2 separate regions of the Mus musculus genome follow, and region 1 is linked to region 2. Evidence: chromatin contacts called from public HiChIP or PLAC-seq data. All regions are on one chromosome and are shown on one strand. The core of a region is the stretch at or near the end of the contact, and the rest is flanking DNA. Distances in the headings are between cores, read along the strand shown. Region 1 overlaps Cspp1 (centrosome and spindle pole associated protein 1). Region 2 holds the start of Sgk3 (serum/glucocorticoid regulated kinase 3).

Region 1 (5,403 bases), core at 1,626-4,125, 290 kb after region 2:
GTTTCCAGTGCTGATGAGCTGCCAAGTGGGTGCTGAGCACCGAGCCTGGGTCCTGCAAGAGCAGCAAGGGCTCTGAACTGCTGAGCGCCTCTCCGGTGTTATGGAGACTCTCTTTAAAAATCTTTATGGAAGGGATTTAACTTTTTGGCATGAAAATATACATGTGCTCTTAAAAAGATTTTAATTTTTTTTTTTAAAAATAAAATACTTGGTTTTGTTTTTGTCTGTTACTCTGTGCAAATTACTTTGTCTTTGAAATGTCTCCAGTCTTCATTTAGAGCTAAGGCACTTGACATGTAAATTACAGTTTCCTATGTACTATGATTAAATTTGACTTTAGAATTTTAAAGCTTTATTTTCAAAGGAATTATTTGTATTTGGAAATGTACTATACAGGCTTCATGTACAGACATATTTCATTTATGACGACAATTTTGACAAAGTGTGTTTACTACAATTTTTCAATTTACAAAATCTTAATTTTGTTTAGAGAAAAAGATTTAGCATTTGGAATTACAACTTCTGGAGTACAAGACCCTGAAAAATCGGTAAGAGTTCTTGGCATCTTTTAGTGCTTAATCCTTTATTCAAAGAAGCCTCAAGTGTGTTAGTAGCCGGGGAGGCTTCACATGTTGGGATACTGTAAAGGGCAGTTCCGTTGGATTTTCATAAGTGTCAATCATAACTACTGTGAAGTATAGAAATGTTAACTGTTGTTACATGTTACCCACTGTTAGTTTAAGATGACTCCCCTTTCATTTGTGTATCATTTTTTTAGTTTGTTTTGTCTTCTGTGTATTTGTGCCACATCCATGTGAAAGTTAAACCAGTGTAGCTTAAACTTGATATTAATACTGCTAAGTATGTCTTAACAATTTCTTTTTCTTAATGAGGATAATTTTTTAAAAAATGTGTAACTTGTGTCTTTCATCCTGTTACTGTGAAACTGAAGGATAATCCTACTCTTTTTACTTGACTTTTGCAATTCTCAACGTCCTTAAGTGGAGTGGCTCCCACACATCATTGCAGTTAAGTAAGGAGGAGGTAACGGTTTCTTGCTTTCCCACAGTGCCCTTTGTTGCTGTTGGATGTGTAGTGTTTATTTGCTGAAAGTTTTTGTTTCTTTTGCTAATGATGGTTAAGACCTCTAGTTTTAATAAAATCTTCAGTCTTTCTAAAGGATCTAGCAAATCCTTAAAATTTGTGTTAATTATTATTCAGATATAGATAACTTACTGATCGACTTAAGTATGTGTGCCTTGGGTTATTTGCTTTAAAATTTGGTGCTGGGGTGATGGCGTAGCTCAGTTGTGCGTGTTCCTGAGATGTGCAGAGCCTGGTTCAGTCACCAGAGGCTGCTGGCCCTCGTGTTTTATTCTGCTCCAGTGTGCTTCTTTTTGTGTTTCTGACTATTCCTGTCATACACATTTTAACCTTACAAGTCAATCCTGACCCAGGATGGATCATATTCTTTTTATAGCTGCTTGAGGAGCTGAGGCCTCTGTGGGCTACAGAGTAAGTTTACAGTGAGTCTGGCATCTTAATAAGGCTCACAAAGTAAAGTAAACAGCAAACCAAGGGAATGTAAAGGATCAGTAGCTCAGTGGGGAGCTGCTGCTTAGCAGGGTGAGGCCTTACACTTAATCCCTGGTTCCCAGTAACAGGGAGGAAACACCCTTCCCGAAAGTATGGCCTGCAGGGGGAAAAAAGGGTCCAAAGGTAATTCTTTTTTGTTTCTCATTAAATACCTTTAAAGTAGCCATTGCAATAAAAAATTAGCTTTTCGAAACTTGAGCTTTTTAGTATAATACATTGGCATGTTAAATTTTACAGTATATCGTAGATCTTATTTATTCTGGAATTGAATCACCTAAAGAGTGTCAAGTTGAATAAATATGCATTAGAGGGAATACTTAAATATCATTTAATAAATTTATTAAATTATGAATTATAGTTTTAGTAATTATATAATGATCTATGTTAACAAGTTTATACAACCATATTATTTTATAAATTTATAAAAGAATCATACAAATATGTAAATTATATTCCTATAATTAAATATATGTTATAATAACTTTATATGATAATTATAAAATTTAAAACTGTAGATTAATAAATTTATAAATTATTTTATAGTCTGTAGTAGAACTTATTTATTCTGGAATTGAATCACCTAAAGAGTGTCAAATTGAATAAATCTGTATTAGAGGGAGTAGTTAAAGATTATTTAAGATTTAAAAATTCCATAAAATGATATTCTTGAGTAAAGATTAGTGAGCAGCTCTGGCCTACCCTGTTGTGGCTTTTTTGTAAATTCGTTCTTATTGTGGCACAGCTTCCTTCAGTGCTCACATGATTGTTGTAGGGAGACTGAGGCCTGCAAAGCCTTCCCTAGTGGGTCTCCCAAGTAGCAACTGAGGAGAGATGTGCTGCTGCTGCTGCTGCTGTCTAAGAGAGAGACCTGCGCGGGAGTTCACAGCTGCCTGGACTTGTTCTTTATCCATGTACTGATCATGAGCCTGCAGGTGACTTACCTGCTTCTCGGCAGTCTCAGTTTCCTGCTTATAAAATAAGAAGCAGATCTTTAAGGTCTTTTTTAGCTGTAAAATTTTGCTGTTCTGTGACTGTCTTAAGTGCCTGCTGGGGTCCTTGGAGGTCCTTGTCACCCTTAAACTTATGATTCTATGTAACAAACAGGTTCTTTTTTTTTTTTTGTCTTTTTCTTTATTGTAGCCTGATAGACTAAAGCAGTTTAGTTTGACACCAAGACACTTTGAAGAGATGCCACCTGAGAGGCCCAGAGTAGCTTTCCAGACACCTCCCCCTCCCTTCTCTGCCCCGTCTAGCCCATCCGTCCCACCAGTTCATTCCGCCCCTTCTCACAATGAAGACTTGCACAGTGGACTCGGCAGCACCCTTGGTGAACTGGCGCATCCCAGGTGCTTGTTTAAATGTTTGTCTTTGGGAATTAGGGTAGGCCGCGTGTGCTCCACCTTACAAGGGTGTGCTGCTGCAGATGATGCTTCCGAGATGCCTCAGGGCCATGAGCAACTTCGCTGAGGAGTTTTTTTCTTCTTCATTGTTATTGATACTTCTTCTCTGCTGTTAGAAAAAGGAGAAATCTTCAATGTTTTTATCATTTACTATTTTTAAAATGAATTAGTAACTACATGTTAGTATAAGGTATGCATTGTTCAGTTATTTCCACTTGGCAATCATTGAATTGTTTCTTCAGCTTATTCCAAAAAATTTACTAATCTGGTACATGTCTGTCTGGCTTAACAGTTTTCTCTGGGCTTACTCTTGGGCTGTTGGGATTATAACCCTGGATTTCATATTGAACATGTCATTTCTATAGGGAAAACACATTATGCTAATCTATATATAATAGAAACCCTGTAACACGAATATTTTCTGGCCTGTAATTATTAATATACTAATTATAGGAATATCTTTACATTTGTAGATGTTTTTCTTAATCTTCTAATACATTTCTGAGATATCTTTCAGCAGGACTTGGTCTTTTATTTGTTACTAACAAACTGTGGGGCTTTTCTTACAGCCTTTCTCAGGTACTTCCTTCATTTTCTTCAATGGCTTCCCTACTCCAAAGGCTGAGAGACTGGAATTAGAGAGCCACAGTGCTTTCTGTTGTGGGTTAGAGGCTGGAGTAGTCGGCTTCACTGGACTTTATGCAAAAAAGTTTTCTCATTTGTAAAAGGTGATGGTAGTACTTGACATAGTTAGAGGGCTGATGTAAACATTAGTTTTCTATGTATAGATACAATTTAGGAGTTGCTGATAATAGATTGTTTTCATAACAGTTACTCAGGTTGTTTTTGCTGGCGTCTGCACTGATGATGGTGAGGTTAGACTCACTGACTGACCAATAACGTGTGGAACCGCTGCCTACCGAAGAGACTTTGGTGTTACCTCAGCCCTCAGATTCTTTAAGGCAAAATATGTTAATGTTTGAGTAAAAAAACCTAGAGTCTCCCCTTTTTCTTTGTTTATCTAAAGTTATTTGCCTTTGCCATTTCTATTAGTGAAGAGTAAATCCTGTGCTGGTAGAAGCACATTTGCTCCTCAGTGAGGAAATGTGGAAGGACAAGGTTTTATACATTTTAAATTTATGAACTCTTAAATATATCAGGGCCATATGGATTCTCAAGTAGCCACATTGTGGTTTAACTTTCTGTGAAAAAGCAGTAGGTTTTACATATAAAAAATATACCCTTTGGGTCGGGGAGATAGCTCAGTCAGTAAAAATGCTGGGTGTTGTGGGATGAATTTGTGTTCTCAGTGCTGGCAGGCAGAGACTGGATACCTGGGGCTTGCTAGCCAGCCAGTGTAATTAGTGATTTCTTGGCCAGTGAGCAACCCCATCTTACAAACAAAGTGGACAGCTCCCCAGAACTTACATACAAGGATGACTGCTAGCTTGTGCATTTGTACATACTCATGTGACCAGCCTCTCCTACACACACGAGTTCCTATACACCATGTGTGTGCAGCTATTGACATGCATAAACATACTCATGCTATGCACTCCCTTGCCCACACAGAACCATTTGTAATCCTGAGGTGGCGGAGCTCTTGGTCCTCCCTCTCTGTGTGTGACTCTCATCATATGATACTTCCTGTTTTGGGAATCTTCCGGCTTTCCTCCTGTCTCCTTATATCTGAGTATTCCTGCTCTGTATTCCTCTGGCATTCTTTGTCACTTGCCTCACGGATGCTGCACTGTTGTAACTGTTGATTCCGTATTATTACTAAGGGCAGAGGAGCATACATGCCTTTGTTTAATATGGTACATAATGGCTATTGGATATTACTCAATTACTTTAACTTGTTTGCATCTTAGCAAAGTGTTCCTGAAGTTGTAAAATTTGTTACTATTTGCTTTTTGATTCCTAATTTTTCTTGAACAATTAGTACAGGGTTGATGTTTAATTTTAATAACACCTTTTTTGCAAAAGATCTTGATTAAAAGTAATAAAATATGAGGACAGTGTTTTTGGTTTTCTTTTGCTATAGGGTTCTGCCTGTGCCTCTGAATCCACCCCCGCCTCCGCTCCTTGCCCCTCCAGCTTCTAACTATCGAACTCCTTACGATGATGCGTACTATTTTTACGGTGCCAGAAATACACTGGATCCCAATATTGTATACTGTGAGTTTTCTATATGTTCTATAAACATTTTCCTGGTGGTTTAGTAAGGATAATTGTTTTTATGGAAGCAATAGTATGTAAATGAAAAAGATAGAGTTTCATTTAATCAAAGTATTATACATTTATTGACAATAGAATCATCCTTAGAATCAAGTCCAATTTTATTAGTTTGTTCTGATACTCGATAAAGATAGTTTATGAGACCTAATATGGCCAAATAATGTATGGA
Region 2 (5,696 bases), core at 2,803-5,302:
TGCTTTAAAATGCATTTTTCCCTTAATTATAAGACACACTTAAACTTCAGGCACTCATATCAGATGTTTTGTCTGAGGCTGGCTGATTTGGTCCCAGAAACAAGGATGAGCTGTGCCTTTTACCTGCATCCTTCAGCTCCACATCAGCACCCAGAGCACTGTTCTTTAGATCAAAGAAACACATTAACCTTGCTCTATGCCAAGGAGGCAGTGACAGGCCTTTTCCCTTCCGCTGGTCTGCGGGTTTTTCTAGCTATATCTTAGGTTGCCCTGTGTTCTATGCAAAGGGATTTTGCTCAGAAAGCTAACTCCTTTTCAATATTTACTTCATTTCTGTCTGTATTCATAAGCAGTTCATGGTTAGTATCATGTCTTAAACTACCTTTCTTCAAAATGGCTTTCTTTTATTTGAGGGTGTCGGGTGCTATAAATCAGCATTTCCACTGGTGAATATATCAAAAACTACATCAACAACTCATGATGGCTGACCCACTTAAGCAGACAAGTCTGTACTAGGACTACAGAAAGGGGACTATAAAAGCTGTGCAAACATCAAAAACATCATTGCTCTTGTAACCAACCATTGGTTATCTCTTGCCTGGACATTCATCTCTATAGAACCAATGGTGGCCCTGACTGCCTTAACAGTTAACTCATGAAAGGAAATCATTCAGGTCCTGTCAGCCATTAAACCAATCGTCCTCCCTAAAGAAAGTTATTTTTCTTTTATTGGGAGCCCCTAACCTATTGGAAGGCTACAAGAAAAGAACTACAAGTAATGCAGGGCATTATTTTCACATTAAGATTAATAATGCTTTCAGATTAGGCACCATTTTAGAGAAAAAGTTTTCTACTCTGAATAGCAATAATGAGAATCCAAGTGATCATTGCAGTGGAATATATTATTTTAAAAATGTGTTAGCTGGGTAAGTGGTTGGGAATTTAAAAGAAATACATAGGTCAACAATTCATATTCTCAGCTTAATTTTCCAAGATTCTGAACATATTATTTCTATTTTCTGCTAGTATAAAAGAATACCAGACTGGGCAGTGGTGGCCCATGCCTTTAATCCCAGTGCTCTGGAAGCAGCTGGAGGCTAGCCTGGGCACCCAAGCAAGTTCCGGTCCAGCTGACGCTACATAGTGAGACCTTGCCCCAAACAAAACAAGCCTCCAAAACACGGAACGGGTGTGTGTCCTGAGCAGACATCCATCAGGCTCAGGATTCTATAGCTGGCTCACCCAAAAGTGCCATCACGAGGTGAAGAACCCCATGTTGTTTTATCCCAAGATGCAAGTAAGAAGAGGCTCAGACTCGTGCATAACGACGCACTCTCTCAGTAGCGCATCCTCAATAATGACATCACTCAGCCGTCCATCCACTCCTGAGGGTTTATCCTTTTTTTTTTTTTTTTCGTTTTTGTTTTTTCCAGACAGGTAGCCCTGGCTGTCCTGGAACTCACTTTGTAGACCAGGCTGGCCTCGAACTCAGAAATCCGCCTGCCTCTGCCTCCGGAGTGCTGGGATTAAAGGCGTGCGCCACCACGCCCCGGCGGGGGTTTATCCTTTAGGACCTAATCCTCTGTCAGGCTATGCTTCTCAACTGAGCTCTGTTAAGTCACACTGGTCAATCAATCCTAGGTTGCCCACATTTAATTAAGTTCGTTTGATCTTTACAGCATGCCATGATGCACTGTCATATCTGTTTTGAGGTTGAAAAAGCACTACCATCACCCTCTTCTTACTCCTGAAACAGCGGTGGAATGGTTTGCCCAAAGTCCAAAGGGGGAAGATATGCATTAACCCTGGGCCCGACTCCAAAGTTTGTTTTTATAATCTCTACGCTAAAGATAGAACAGATAGGCAAAATATTTGCCTTGTGTGCATGAACAGAGCCATTCTTTCAAAGAAAACATTAACATCTACATTTCAACAAAAAAGCTTCACCTATTTTAAAATTTGATTTTACAGAAAGCCTTTTAAAAAGACATAAGTATTTAACCAAACACTCAACAACTTTTATAGTTTAACCCTAAACATACTGGACAATGGGAATAAGATCTGTATCACCATAGGAGTTAATTAAAGGGATGCTACTCAAAGCACACCCTTACATGCATCTGGAGACGCATCTCAGCGGTGTAGCAGACGCCTAGTGTATATACAGCATCCAGGATTTGATCCCTAGAATTAAGTAGAAAAGTTAATTTTAAGGGTGAGGAAGATGGCTCAGTCAGTAGAGTGCTTGCTGCACTGATGTGAGGACCTGAGTTTGGGTGCCATGTACAAAGCCAGCTATGATGGTGCCTAATCACAGCGCTGGGAAGGCAGACAGGGGAGGACCCTGGAGCTCACAGGACAGCCAAGATGCCAACAGCCAGGTCTAAGATCAGCAAGAGACTCCATCTCAGAAAATAAGCCGGACAACGTCTGGGGAAGAAAACTACTTCTGATCTCCACCCTGTATGCATGCTTACATGTGTGTGCATGTACACACACACACACACACACACACACACACACACACACACTCACTCACAAGCCCATACCTAACTTCCTCTTAATCAAATGAAGATCATCCTCATTTCTTGTCCATAAATGTTGGTGGGCTCTCGATCTCTCTTCCCCCCTCCCCCGCCCCACGTTCTTTATAGTGGTAAGACAAATTTATCCTGGAAACACTAAAATGGTTTCCATCTGTTTTTTTTTTTTTCCCTAACGTCAAAATGTGGTGATAGTTAGGTATTTATCTTTTAATCGAGAATGATGTCATTCCCTTAGTGTTTATTGACATAAAATTTCCTTTTGTCCAAGAGCATTTCTTCAGTATTATGAATATGGCTTTAATTAGCAGATACACTGATCACTTGTTTTTTTGTCACAGAGAAGATGTGTGCTTTATTGTGTGTATTGCTTTGTAAGCAGATCATAGTGGAACATATAAATGACTGCTGCAATATGTTGGGCTCTATGAACTGTATTTTCTTGTCCATTTCCCAAAGCCATGGAGAATCGCTGTTAAGAAAGTCCTGTGAGAATAATAGGTTTCACAGTATAAAAGAATTTGGGTTCACAACCTATTTTAAGGACAAGGCCATATTGCAGCATGGATAGTACAAATAACTTTTCTTACATTTATTCATGAGGCTAAATCTTCTGAGTATCGTTCTAAAATATAAAGAGTTCTTTGAATTTACGGAACTCACTCATTCATCTCAGTTCCTCTATTTGTTCATAGATTTGTGGCAAATTTTCTGGAACCATATGATTCAAAGGGTAGATTAATGTAAAATATGAAGCATGCCATGCAGACAGAAATCCTTTAAACAGTTGTGTGGGTCTACTTTCACGTGGTATCAGATAAAACCTAAACTACAGTGGTGGTGTGGCTCTCTAGTTCAAAATTTTAACTCTACTCCACAACCATTGAATCGTGTAATTCTTAGTTCCCCATTCACAGAACGGGTTTTTAAAAACGCAGCTTCTGTAGTTAAATGGACAAGCACCAGCAGTAGAGTGTGTTGGGTAGTTTAAAAATAACAAACAAAAATAATCCATAGATCTAAAATGATCAAGAGAAACGCATATTATCTGTACATAGCATCTATCTGCCAATTTGTGAGAGCCCTCGCTCATCCATAAACACTGGTCAAAAAAAAAAAAAAAAATCAATCTGCTGACGTGGGAAAAAGTGTAGAAAACTGCCCAGAAAAAGCTAAAGGAAGCACAGTGGGCTCTCCAGATCGTCCGAATACTTATTTGGCTTCTGCAGCGTCCAGCTTGCAGGAAGCCGCAGCCCCCAGCCCTCTGCCACCGCCCGGGTCCGCTCTGCCGCCCGGGCTCCCGAGTGGGCCAAGGTCACCCTCGCCGCGGACCTCGCGCATCCCGTCAGCTGAGCGCAGGAGTCCGGCGGCGTCTCCTCCTGAACTTTGCACCCCGCGTGACGGGCGAGCGCGGGTAGCCGAGCGGTCCCGCCATCCGCGCGGGTCCCGGCCGACCCCGCCGTCCCCTCGCGCCGCCCGCCCGCCCGCCCGCCGCCCGGCGCTTCGCGGGAGGAGCCGCCGTGACGCGTCAGGGAGGAAACGCCGGCGCCCGGCCGCGCCGCCGGGAAGAAGAAACTGCCAGCGCTCTGGGCTCCGCGCCCGGGCGCCCGGACGCCGCACAGCCGGGTAGGTGCGGGGCGGGTGCGCCGGTCTGCGTGCCGGGGTCCCGGCCGGGCTCTCTCGGGCGCCGGGGTCCCGCCGCGGCCCGGCGCGGTCTTTGTGTGCTCCGGGAGAGCTCAGCGCCGTGGCGTGGGGCTCCCTCGCGCGGGGGAGCGCGGGCGGCTCGCCCGGCCCCCCGAGCGGGGCAGCGGGTGGCGAGGACCCGGGAGCCCACCTGACGCGGGATGGGGTTCTGCGCGGACCCGCCGGGGCGACGGTGTGAAGTGGTCGGCAGGGCTAGATCGCGTCGCCACTCTTTTTCAAGTTCTCAGACTCGAACCCTTCGGTCTGTTTTCGCTCGGTCGATTCTCACGGTTCAAGCACCGACGAATGCCGCCTTAAAGCGCGCTGAGGTTTTCGGTTCTAGGGCGCGCTTAGGGATGGTTCTTTGGACCGGTAGAAAAGAGAAGGGATTCGCCTCTTGAAACAAAGGTCTTTGACTTAATGTTGCACCGAATGCCTGGTTGAACTGCAGTTCTGCAGGCAGAGACTATGCTGGATGCACTTAGGATTCGAGAATAAACACAGAAGAAGAAAGAGAGAGAGAGAGAGGGGGAGAGAGAGAGAGAGAGAGAGAGAGAAAGAGAGAGGAAAACAAAACAACAAAACCCCAAAAACGCCTCTTGGGTAGAGTCTTGCCCTTCTCACTAGATTGTTTACCTAACAGGCCTGGAAAGTGCCTGCTTTATTTAGCAAACACAGCTCATACTATGAACTGCTCTGTTTCCTAAGTGCTTTATAAATATTACCTCAAATTCTTAACTCAAAATGATAAGTTATTTGTGGTTGTAGCCACGAAGAGGCCATGCATACTCTAGTTCCCCAATGTTATAGAAAGAGCTGGAAACATTAGAGGAAGTTTCAGACATATTTTAGGAATGGGTGTGCCTTCTGCCCCCTTAGGCTACCACTCCCTTAAGGCAAGTTCTTACCCTTCATTCCCCGTAGGATTCAGGCGTGGAGAGATGGGACCTGTTGCTGGCAGGTCTCAGGCCAGATCCCATGTAACTTCAGAAAGGTGGACTCTCTGATTCCAAGTCTGACAACTCAGACATCAGAAGTTCCCTTTCTTTACACTGCCACTGGACTGAACCTAGTTTTGTTTTTATAGGGAGCTTTGTTTTCAATATGTTTGACAATTTATATGACGTGGCTCAGATGGGAGCATCAGATTAAACTTGAACTGTGAAACAGAACCCTTTTTGTTTGTAGACATTACCATTAACAGTTTGGTAATTTTTTTTTTTGCGGTTGGTTGTTGCTGGCACTGAATTGGTTGATGAATCCTGTAAGGTGTCCATTTTGTGTCTTGCGGCTTATATATAGAGAGAGGATTTTCCCCCAAAATAAAATGATCTTTTTAAATGAGTGTTTTGGGCCTGGTGCCTAGATGGTAAAGACTGAGAATGGTCAATAAATAATAACAACTGTGGTGATTATAAATGTAATATCAAGATTTTTTTTTATCATACTCACTGCCTCTGTTGGTTCTTT

Evidence for each region. HiChIP or PLAC-seq counts read pairs in DNA pulled down with a chosen protein or histone mark.
Region 1: a contact with region 2 is called in an H3K4me3 HiChIP or PLAC-seq map of embryonic limb bud, with 3 times the contacts expected there. The contact joins the enhancer-like site here to the promoter of Sgk3 in region 2. A contact is called at or near these places in 18 of 39 promoter capture datasets (the 3T3-L1 cell line, 3T3-L1-derived adipocytes, the C10 cell line and 11 more), 3 of 484 Hi-C or Micro-C datasets (bone marrow-derived macrophages, embryonic stem cells and stem cell-derived motor neurons), 9 of 115 datasets of contacts at active chromatin or transcription factors (the 230-238 cell line, bone marrow-derived macrophages, embryonic limb bud and 3 more) and 4 of 9 other capture datasets (adipose tissue, embryonic stem cells, liver and 1 more).

Annotation. Positions count from the first base shown.
Region 1 is chr1:10,083,011-10,088,413 of GRCm38.p6, forward strand. It overlaps Cspp1 (centrosome and spindle pole associated protein 1), which reads left to right. Exons shown (of 30, transcript NM_026493.3): 11 at 491-548; 12 at 2,737-2,942; 13 at 5,041-5,174. Among named protein-coding and RNA genes, the nearest start is that of Cspp1, 47 kb to the left of the region's middle. Within about 2 kb of position 2,876, at least 14 of the 459 cell types and tissues checked have an H3K27ac peak or open chromatin away from gene starts, as enhancers often do. A contact at or near this core is called in embryonic limb bud and embryonic stem cells, where this site is marked.
Region 2 is chr1:9,794,078-9,799,773 of GRCm38.p6, forward strand. Sgk3 (serum/glucocorticoid regulated kinase 3) reads left to right here and starts at 4,053. Exons shown (of 18, transcript NM_133220.2): 1 at 4,053-4,169.